Regions from separate parts of the Mus musculus genome. Here all the other regions are linked to region 2. A link is a contact called in public HiCAR-type and promoter capture Hi-C data. All regions are on one chromosome and are shown on one strand. The core of a region is the stretch at or near the end of the contact, and the rest is flanking DNA. Distances in the headings are between cores, read along the strand shown.

Region 1 (3,391 bases), core at 272-2,771, 2.6 Mb after region 2:
CTATCACCTTGGCAACCCCCAGCATCTTCTACTAGGTATCCACTTACAGTGCCTTCTCTTCTGGTCCACTCAACTCAACTATTGCTGAGGGAGGGAAAAGGTTTTCCCAGGTCCTTTGTCTGAACACATCAGGCCACAGGCCAGGATGTCCCTTTCATTATTAAGGCCTAACCGTCAAAGTTTACCTTTTATTTTGGGTGAGATAGGAAGTGGCTAAGGACACATTTCTAATGCCCAAGGGGAAGAAATAAAATCCTATTTATCTCAATACTTGGCTATGTGTGGCACTTAAAGGGGCCTGGTAAATATGTTCAGTGAGTCCATGAATGTGCTTCAAATACTCACGGTGGAAGACCGGAAGGCATGTTTCATCATAGGGTTTTGACTTGAAGCCCAAGGTCACCTCCAAGCTGTGATCCTAGGCCATGTGGCCGTATGCTAAGGTCAGTGACAGCAAATGTTTTCTTCCAAGTGTCCGTTGTTATCTTCATTTTGCTGCCCTTACAGTCTCTCACAATGATTCAACTCTCCTTGTCTGCAAACATGGCCAGAGATAATACTAAGCTGGCAGATGCGGCTATGATCTTATTAACCGAGATAGGGAGCAGACCTGCTGTGGGTTGCCAGGCCTAAGACTTGGGGGGAGGAGGGGGAAAGATTCAGGGACGGGGGGTGGGGTGGGGAATGGCTCAAAGTGTAACAAACTTGTGTGACCATTAGGGAGAAAGACACAGCTGATCTCCTGGATTCACTGGCCAGCAGTCTAGCTTGACCAGTAAGCCCCAGGCCAAATGAGTTGGCCCTGTTTTGGGTCCTGGTATACTCGGGCAAGACTACATGAACTCTGTCACAACTCCATCCAACTCATTCACTGAGCACCAGCTTCTGGAACTTGCATATAGAGTATTTTACTTCCTCTCCAGCTCACTGTGACACCGAACACTTGGGACGTGACAGGGAATTAGGATTTTAGCATTCAGGAACCAGACTACTAAGGTTAGCTTCCGCCACTGAAAGTGTCTTGGGAGCCTGAAAAAAATTAAGCTCCTTGATTTTGTCAGATGTCTTGTCTGTAGAGCTGGGGTGGCCATACATTTCTGGAGGTTGGGGGTGGGGTGGGTGTTGTGATCATAGGCCAAGGCAGACCAAAAAAAACCCCAAAACAACAGTCCTTTGTTGTGGGTGGACTACGGGGTAGCATCCGTAGGTCCAGTGCGCTGACAAGGCTGGAGACCAGTTAGTTCGCGCGACTTCTCACTCACTGTCCGTAGAGTCCCCAGACACCTAGGTGCTCATGCCTAGCTCATTGAGAAGACGCAGCCCCAACCTCTGACCACAGGGCCCTAAAGCTCCGCCCACAGGGTCCGAAGCCCCGCCCACGCACACTGGGATTCGTAGTCTTTCTGGCTTGCCGGCCTCAGTCTCAGCTTCTATTGGTTTCCTTATACGCCACACTCCGAGGCTGCACAAATCAGGCTGCGCAGGTAGCCCGGGCTCAGCGATCTGTGTTGCCGCAGCTCAATCACAGCGGGGCGGACTCTAGAGGTGGCTGCTCTGAGTCTGCGCGACGCCCGGAATTCCCACGGTTCTGCAGTCACCGCGGCGATCACCCGCCCAGGTAATCGGGGACCCCGGGGAGGACCCGCGCCCCATGAGAGGTGACTTAGCGGTTTTTGGCTAGGCTTTCCATCCCTCGACCCTTTCTGAGTAATATTTCCCTTCTGAAAGCTCCTAGCCGGAGACTTGTTTGTGTCGCGAGTGTGCTTTGCTGGAACGGCGGGTTGCCCTGGAGGGCGAAACTGAGGCAGGAGGAGGAGTCGGTTTACTAAGGTTTCACAGCCAGGCAGCTCTTGGCAGAGTCCCGGGTTTGTTGTTGATGTTTTTAACTTGAATCAGTACACCAGTAGACAGGGGCGATTCCCGATCTGAACAAAAACACCCCGACAGGAATACCCCAAATATTCCTGGCGAGAGCTAGTGGGTTTCAGGGAGGCTCACATGCTCCTTGATAGTGAAAGCTAGCCTTTGTGGTCCCTGGCCCCATAGGGTTAGGATTATTTTGTGTTAAGTACAGTAGACCCTAAGGGCTGGAGGATGGAATGTCTGTCACGTGGTCCATTTTATAGATGAAAATGAGTGGTCAGGATTTGAAACTCGCCCTGTGGTCTACAGCTGTATGCCCTATGGAATATTCTTTACTCTGGGTCTGCAAACCAAATATTTATTGGGCTGGAGTAAGTAAGGTAAGCTTTTCTTTGCTTTGAGACAGCCTCCTCAAACTCAACATGTAGCCATGAGGTTGGTTTTTGAATTCAGCGACCCTCCTGCCTCAGCTTTCTGAAGGCCAGAATTACAGGGTTGGGGCACCATGCTGTGTTCTTTGCAAAGATTTTTGAGACGAATTTATTTTGTTGGGGGTAGAGATAGTCCTTTGTGTACAGAGACAACACCCAAACCTCATTTGGGAGGAACTAGGACTTGGTGTGGAGGGGAGAGGGGTGAAGTTGGAGCCATGGAGATAGGGAGTGGCTAGTGGGTCGGAGGAGGGGTGTGCATTACCTGGAGAACAGCAAGGTGAAGTTGTGAACAGCGTTTTTTGGACCTGGGATTGTGGAGCCTGTTTGGATTAAGGGATTACATGTGTGGAGTGAATTGATGCAGGAGGATGTCACGTGTATCTCAAATGCCCTTTAGTGGGGTGGGGAATTTAGGTGTTGTCCTGAATACCCAGTGAGCTGCTTTTAGTGTAGATTTCTCTTTACCTTATCGGGTTTGTAGGGTAGAAAGTGTTAGAGGAGGTCACACTGAAGACCAGAAGGGCACCACAGTCACCCCCAGGGGAGTTAGAGCAGTGGTAGGAAGAGAGAGACTACACCATGCCCAAGACACTGTTTATTGATGGGGACACATTCTTGGACATATGTGTCAGTAGGCGATGTTGCTATGTGTATGCTGTGTGTGTGGGGCTTTCACAGGAACCTGGATGGTGTAGGGCACTCACTGTGGGGCTGCTAGGTACGATCAGAGATGGTACAGTGTGCAGGAGAAGAGCGAGGCTGCGGCCTGCAGAGCGTTTTCTATTTATAGTAACTGGGAGGACTCTCTGGAGCCACACACAAACCAGTGGAGGGTCATGTCCTGCACATAATTATGAGGCTGGCAGCACAGTGGCTTGTTGTCCCCAGCATTGCTAGGGACACATGAGTAAAGCATTGGGTGACAGCATTGTGACAGCTCCAGGGATAGTAGTGATGGGACATTCTGGCTCTTGCTCTTCTGGGCCCACCATTGTGTATGTGATGTGAATGCTGTTAACCCAGAAAACCCAAACAAAACAAAACAAAACTAAACAAAACAAAACTAAACTAAACAAAACTAAACAAAACTAAAC
Region 2 (3,345 bases), core at 46-2,545:
CTAACACAGACAAGTCTCCTCTCAGCACAGTGACCAACCCAGAGCACTAAATCAGTAAGATGGGGGGGGGGGGGCTACTTGAATACAGGGTTCCCCGGATTCCACTGAAGGAGGAGCAGGGTGCGGGGAGGGGGCAGCTTTCCCATTACCCGGCCCACCTTGACCGATTCTTGCCAAGAATCAGAACCAAATCCCTGGCCTTTCTCTTCCTCGCTCACAGCAAGCACAAGACGGAGAGAAAGGCGCCTGCCTGGTACTGTGTATAAAGGATTCCAACTAGACGTCAGGACGCAGTCGCTTTGCCTTGGGGCCAGTAAAAAGCTGTTCTGCTCTCTGCCCTTTGGGCCCAACCTGGCCGCAGTTTGCTAATCTGGTCGGGGGTCAGAAGTTTTCTTAGTGGCTTCCTCTTTCCGCTGAGCCTCTACCATGTCTTAGTCTCCACACACTGTTCTTTGATGCTACAGTATCTAAAAAACAAACTTCGTGTCTTTCCCAACGTGAGTCCGGCTAGACTATGGTGAAACCTTCTCTCCAGCAAGAAGACAGTCCCTGACCCTCGGGGCCTTAAACATTATTAGTCAGCCTCTGACCTCGTTAGGCACACACAGGCAAGCCTGAAACCTCTTCCCTACATACGTAGTAGCATCAGTCCCTCACCTAGCAAGTACGCTGCTGGCTTCCAAGCCCTCAAATTGTCCCCAAGGGTATTCGCAGTGAGTCCCCCTCTCAGCCAGCCACTCCCCAGTCGACCTGCTCAGAGGGGATCATGATGCCGACTACCCCCTCTCCTATGCAGTCAGAAACATCTCGCCCCGAGGTGGGCCGAGGCGAACCCTCCGCCCATGTGGCTACACAACCAGGGAAGGCCCTTGCTCCTCGGGATCTGCTCAAGTTCACCGCGCCCTCGCAATCGGATCCCACGGGCCTGACCTTGCCTCAGCTCCGGGTCGTCCAGCACGTTGTAGGCCGCATAGTCGCGAACACCGTGCAGCCGCAGAATCTGCACCACGGCGTTGCTGAAGCCGCACTGGGGCTGCTCGGGCGTCCCCTTGAGGAACACCACCACCTTGTCCTTCTTCACCAGCGCGTCCAGCTGCTCCGCCTGGCCGCCCGAGCTCGCCGCCCGCACGCCGGCTCCGGGCAGGCCACCGCCACCAGCGCTTCGCCCCCAGCGCAGCAGAGCCGCCGCCGCCCGGCTCAGGGACGCGCTCATGCCCGCTCGCTGTCCACCGCCTCTGCGGCCACTCCAGGGCTTACAGAGCCCGTGGTGTCCGGCCGGCCCACCAGAGGCTCTCATTGGACAAGCTCTGGGATGAGTCTCGTGATTGGACAATACTGGCTCAATTCCACCAATCACATCGCTTACACCGTAGGGTGGGCCTTCCCTGGGAGCCGCGTCCTACAGGCTTGCTAGTGAGCGAGGACGACCGCTTTGCGTGTTGATTGGACAAATCGGACGTCCGTCGGTGAAGGGCATGAAGAGGCGTGACTAGAGGAAGCCGGCTTTCCTCGTGCGGGCGTTCGAGGCCTGGCCGGATACGCCAAGATGATAGGGCAGGCGCGAGGCGGGGCTTCTGCCGCCCGCGGCACGCCGGGAAGGAGTCACGTCCAGACGCAGCTTCCGGTTCCTTTTGCGGTGATTGCTACGGTAACGCGGCCGGTAGTCCTGCGATGGCGTGCACCAGAGAGGAGGTGGCCTTCCATGCCTCACCGGCTGAGGCCAGCCGCGAACCTGGCGTGTCCTGGTCTGCCCGGGGCTCCAGCCTCCGACCCGCCATGCACATGGACATCCAAGCCGTGTCCTGCGGCCTCCCGTGGGATTCTTCCTCCAGAATGAGGTTTTTTTTTTTTTTAGCATAAAACTATAAGTATTGTGTATGTATGATCTGCGTGCATGCATCTTCAGAAGACGACTTTTATAAAGGGTCCGGGGATGGAACTCTAGCTTGCAGGGTAAGTCCCTTGGCACGCTGAGCCCTCTCCCTGGCCTCTAGAATGATGCTCTTCTCGTAGAAACGTGTAAAGTGCTCTAGCCGTGGGACGGCTGGCTTTGGGGTCTCGGTGACTACTGGGGTCGGGAAGGATTGAAAGAACAAGGGAATTGGTGGGTTGCCGGGCCCTGTGGCCATTGTCTGCAACGTTGCCTTGCCTCTTAAGAGGCTGAGGCAGGAGGATCAGTTGAACTCAGGAGTTCTAAATAAGCCCGAGTCAGCCCGGGCCGTACAGCAGGACCCTTTTTAAGAGGGAAAACGGAGGGTGAGGATGTAGCTCAGTAGGAAGTCGTTTTCCTAGTGTAAGCGACGTCCAGAGTTCCACCCCGTCACATGCACACAGACAGTAATAAAAGAGAGTATTCTCTTAGTGAATTCCGGTGTAGATGATGATGGCCCCAGGGTAGAGTGCTTGCTTGCACATCTGCTGGGGATGGTGCAGAAGAGTGGGCAGGCGCGTCGTTTTTTTACATGGACTTCCCCCTAGAACAGAGCCCCGGGTGTGGTCAGTTCTCCCGCCGGTAGTACGCAGATCCAGATCCTGGCCAGCAGGCCTCCGCAGCCCACTATCTAATCTGCAGTCTTGGCCCTGCGCTGGGTTAGCGGTACCCTAGAGCACACCAGACTTGCAGAGAAAGCAGACAACAGAGGAAGCTGAGGCATGCCTGCTCGAGAGGCAGCAGGCCCATGTGCAATTTTCCTCTGATAGGGCCTGGGTACTGTTGCCACGGTGATAATGGCTGTGCCGTGTCATTGTCGATCCACCAACAGTCAGAGAAGCTTGGCAGTCAAGATATTGTTTAGCAGACGGAGCGGTTTCTGTTGGACACTAAGTACTGCCACAAAACCTCGAGCGACTAAGCGTGTTGCCGGAGGTGGTCTGTTTGCACCCGGGGAGTGAATGTAAAAAATCAGAGTTCACACAGAGTGAGCCATGGGATGTGCTAAGCTGTGGCTCAGAGGGAAACCGGAGCCACTCGCTCTGAAGACAGATGGGAACCAACCGCCTGGCGGGTTCCTTGTCATTGTATTGATTCCTGGTTTTTTTATTTTTTTCTGATGGCAAGCCCCAAACTAAAATCTTGTTATTTTGCAGATCCTCTGATTCCAGGTACCATACAAAGATGTTTACAAGAAATGCAGAGGTAAAACAGCTGCTCCGAAAGCCAACCTTTTGTGTCCTTAACGGCAGAGTGTCAGTTAAATCGCCCCAGCGCCCGGAAGCTTTTATTCATGTTTACACTGCTGTGAGTAGTTATAAATAAATAAACCAATAAATAAATGCTGGCAGTTTGCTTCTGGGAAGCTGTGTGTCTCGTCTACTCTCAGCCGTCCAATTGGCTTTGGTGCTCAC
Region 3 (3,234 bases), core at 192-2,691, 2.2 Mb after region 2:
CACAAGCTCTAACTTGACTATCATGACCCATATATCAGCAATGTTGCACACAGTCAACTGAACGAAGTCGGTCATCAAGCAAAGTGGATTGATGGGCCTGATGATACACACCCTTGTAATCCCAGTGCTTTAGGTGGAACTAGGAACAGTTCAAGGTCAATTTCAGCAAGCCAAAGTTTAGCCTAGGCTACATATGGGTCTCAATACAAATACTTTTCCCCTCCCATACCCCAATCCATTGAGAAAGTAAATAAGTGTTAAGGGCTGGTTAAATCTTTAATTGATTAGGTTAAATCGAGTTAATTTATTGAGGAACTAAGGACAGGAGCTTTTTATTCAGAAGTCCTTTTTAAAATGACCATAAAGAGGCCCAAAACATGGAACAGTGATTTAAAGCACCTGTTGCTTTTGCAGAGGGCCTGGGCTCGATTCCCAGCACCCACATGGTGACTATACCACCATCTGTGACTCTAGTTCAGGGGATCTGTGGGCACCCATGTGGCGCACATACATTCAGGCAAAACATTCATACACATAAAAAATTAATCTAACACTATCAAAAAAAGAAATGTAACAGGAAAGACTAGGGAAAGACGGAAAACGCAAATTCCTGAAGGACACTGCCTGGATTCTTGGCTTGGCTTGCCCGCTTCCCTAGCTGTAAAACAGTGATAATAACGCGGGTCCCAGCTACCTCAAAGGGCAGTTTTGGCATCCAGACAGAAACCATGTATTTAACTGTGTTTTGAAAACTGTAGGGCACTCCATAAATGTAAGCCGTTTTTGTTACTGCCTCGCTGTAATTATGGCAAAATCACAAACAAGGGCTGTTTATGGAAGAGATCTGGCTCTCCCATGGGGGGCACTGTGAATTCCATCAGCCTAGTTCTTTGTTACTGAAACTTTTCAGTATCTTTTTTTTCTCAAATACTAGGTAACTAGCAAAGTACTACATATAAAAGTACCAAGAAGACAAAATAGTTTTAGAAATTCTTAACAAAAAAGAAGCCACAGAAACGCAAAGTCGGCCAGGAAGGAATTTTCCTCCGGATCGCAGTTCTTTTTGAGGCAAGCATTTTATGCCAACACCCGGTGGGTGGCGGCTGCCCAGAGGAAACGAAACAGTGGAACTGGCCTTCCCCTGCATAGCGATGATTATTCCATTTAGATACAAAGAATAACAAGCTACAATTCCCGGAGCTGTGCAGGATGCTGCAACAAGTACCCCGCGCCCCTTCGCACCTCCCTCGGGCAGGCAGAGCCAGAAGAATGCGCGCGCACTCGCCTCTTGGCCTGAGCCCCTGGGAACGCGCCTCCCTAGCCTGCCCCTCCTCCCCAAGCCGGCGCGCCGACGTCGGGTCACGTGACGTGGGCGAGCCGACAGCGGGGGCGGGCGGGGCCGTCCGGCTCCGCAGAGCGGCGCAGGCGCGCCAGGGCCGCGCGAGGCGAGCCCCTCCTGCTCCCTGTCGGAGTCAAAATGGCGACGGGGGGAACCTGGAGTGGTCCCGGAGCCTAAGCCACTGACAGGAGAGGGGAGGGCGGCGGCGGCGGCTGGAGGAGAATGGCCGCGGGGGCTGGCGCCAGTGCGGACGACGGCGCTGGGGGCGGCGGCGGCGGAGGCGACGGCAGCGGTCCCAGCAGCAGTCGCGGCGGGAGGAGCCTCCGAGGTGAGTGTCCCTCGGTGTCCGAGGCTTGAGGAGCCGTCTCGCCGGCCCCGCGCGGCCCGGGACGTCCGGCTGCCGGCAGGGGCGGTGGTTGGGCGTGGTGGCGCCTCGGCCGAGGCCCGGACGCCGCGGGGTTGCCGAGGCGCTGGCCAGCTCGGCCGTCTAGGGCCCAGCGCGCCGGCGGCGGCGCGGGACGGGGGCCTCCCGGTCCCCGCGCCCTGAGGGGCGGGCCGGACAGCGCGCCGCCGAGCGGGCCGTGACCGAGGCGCGGCGCTCAGGGCCGGAGGGCGCGCGGCTCCCCCACCCCCGCCCGGGTGGCCGCCGGGACGAGCCCCTAGCGCCGGGCTGCGAGGGGCGGGACCCGCCGCACCCTGCGCTCGGGAACCCACACCCGGCGCGGACTCCTGTTTACGGGCTGCGGGGTGGGCGTGAGGCCGCTGGGGAGGGCCGGAGCTTGGGGGGGAGGGGGGAGCAGGCCTGGGGAGGACCACTCCCCGCGGGCGAAGTGAAAGCGTCCCGGAGTGAGTGCTCTGGGAGGACCGAGACTGGCGTTGAGCTTTGACAGGTAGGTGGGGGAGACAATACGGAGCGGAGCTTCGGCTGGAGCCGCGGAGGCTAAGCTAGCTTAGCTCCCGGGAGGACTTGGCGAAAGGCGTGCCTACCTTCCCTCCTGCTCTGCTGTTTCTCCCTTCCACGCACTCACACTCTCGCTCTCGCTCACACTCCAGGGTGAGAACTTTCTCGCCGTCTTCGGAGAAACTCCGAGGAGTGTTGTATCCGCTTTGAACCACCACAGCGCCTCTCCCATACCAGCACACATAATAAGTACTCTGGAGTAGGCCGAATTTGCAGAGCAGTCTCGGTTCTCTGGCCCAGGGCACTGGCCCCTCGGCTCAAGCTTCTTACAGTGACGGAGCAAGGAAGAAGCGTTTTTTGCAGATAAATTAGCTTTTCCAGCAGACGTTATCTTTTGTCTCTGCGTAGCGTCTATGGCTCACCCATTACTCACATTGTCTTCTTTGTAAGTCTGGAAGAAAGACTTGAAGTTATATGAACCGTACATTCTTCATAGCAGCTGTGATTCGACTGGTCTTGGAATTTTGGAGTCAGGAACACCTTTAGAGATTGGGCGTGTTCTAAAGTGGGGGAATTGGACGCGGAAAGGTGCGATTCTGTGGGTCATGTAGCTGGGGAGGGGTGAGACCTAAACTAGGATCTCGGCTTCTGCAGGTGAGGAAGAGCTCTTTTCACTCCACTCCAGCACTACTGTTTGTGGGTAGCTTTCACCACCGCTGCTCAGCTCAATCCCTAGGCCGTTGCACAGTAAAGTTGAACACAGAAACGAGTATCTCTCTGTGACCCTCGCAGCTACCTCAAAATAGCTGCTAAAGAGGCCAGCCCACCCAACACCATATTTAATAAAATTTAGTAACATTTCACTTGAAGTTTTCTTAGGTCCATAACTATATTTTCATCAAATTATAGCCTGGCTCATTCTTGCGTGGGTTCGTTCTTTCTGTAGTTCTGTAAAACCTAACTCCTATTAGTGTTCTCTGTCCCAACATGATTA

The links. Promoter capture Hi-C pulls out the DNA fragments that hold promoters and counts their contacts. HiCAR-type assays count read pairs that join an accessible place to other places.
Region 1: a contact with region 2 is called in a HiCAR-type map of astrocytes, with 2.2 times the contacts expected there. The contact joins the promoter of Lgmn here to the promoter of Glrx5 in region 2. A contact is called at or near these places in 1 of 39 promoter capture datasets (liver) and 1 of 115 datasets of contacts at active chromatin or transcription factors (astrocytes).
Region 3: a promoter capture Hi-C map of pre-B cells shows a contact between it and region 2, with 4 times the contacts expected there. The contact joins the promoter of Btbd7 here to the promoter of Glrx5 in region 2. A contact is called at or near these places in 1 of 39 promoter capture datasets (pre-B cells), 1 of 484 Hi-C or Micro-C datasets (CD4 T cells), 1 of 115 datasets of contacts at active chromatin or transcription factors (embryonic forebrain) and 1 of 9 other capture datasets (liver).

What each region holds. Positions count from the first base shown.
Region 1 is chr12:102,437,858-102,441,248 of GRCm38.p6, reverse strand. It overlaps Lgmn (legumain), which reads left to right and starts at 1,521. Exons shown (of 14, transcript NM_011175.4): 1 at 1,521-1,618.
Region 2 is chr12:105,030,568-105,033,912 of GRCm38.p6, reverse strand. It overlaps Glrx5 (glutaredoxin 5), which reads right to left and starts at 1,295. Exons shown (of 2, transcript NM_028419.3): 1 at 931-1,295. The coding sequence starts at 1,213. It overlaps Snhg10 (small nucleolar RNA host gene 10), which reads left to right and starts at 1,634. Exons shown (of 2, transcript NR_003145.3): 1 at 1,634-1,953; 2 at 3,088-3,296. Gm46374 (a long non-coding RNA gene) reads left to right here. Exons shown (of 3, transcript XR_003950254.1): 2 at 1-54; 3 at 221-935. Mir3069 (microRNA 3069) reads left to right here and starts at 2,772; the gene lies at 2,772-2,836. It also overlaps Scarna13.
Region 3 is chr12:102,876,649-102,879,882 of GRCm38.p6, reverse strand. It overlaps Btbd7 (BTB (POZ) domain containing 7), which reads left to right and starts at 1,441. Exons shown (of 11, transcript NM_001377026.1): 1 at 1,441-1,667.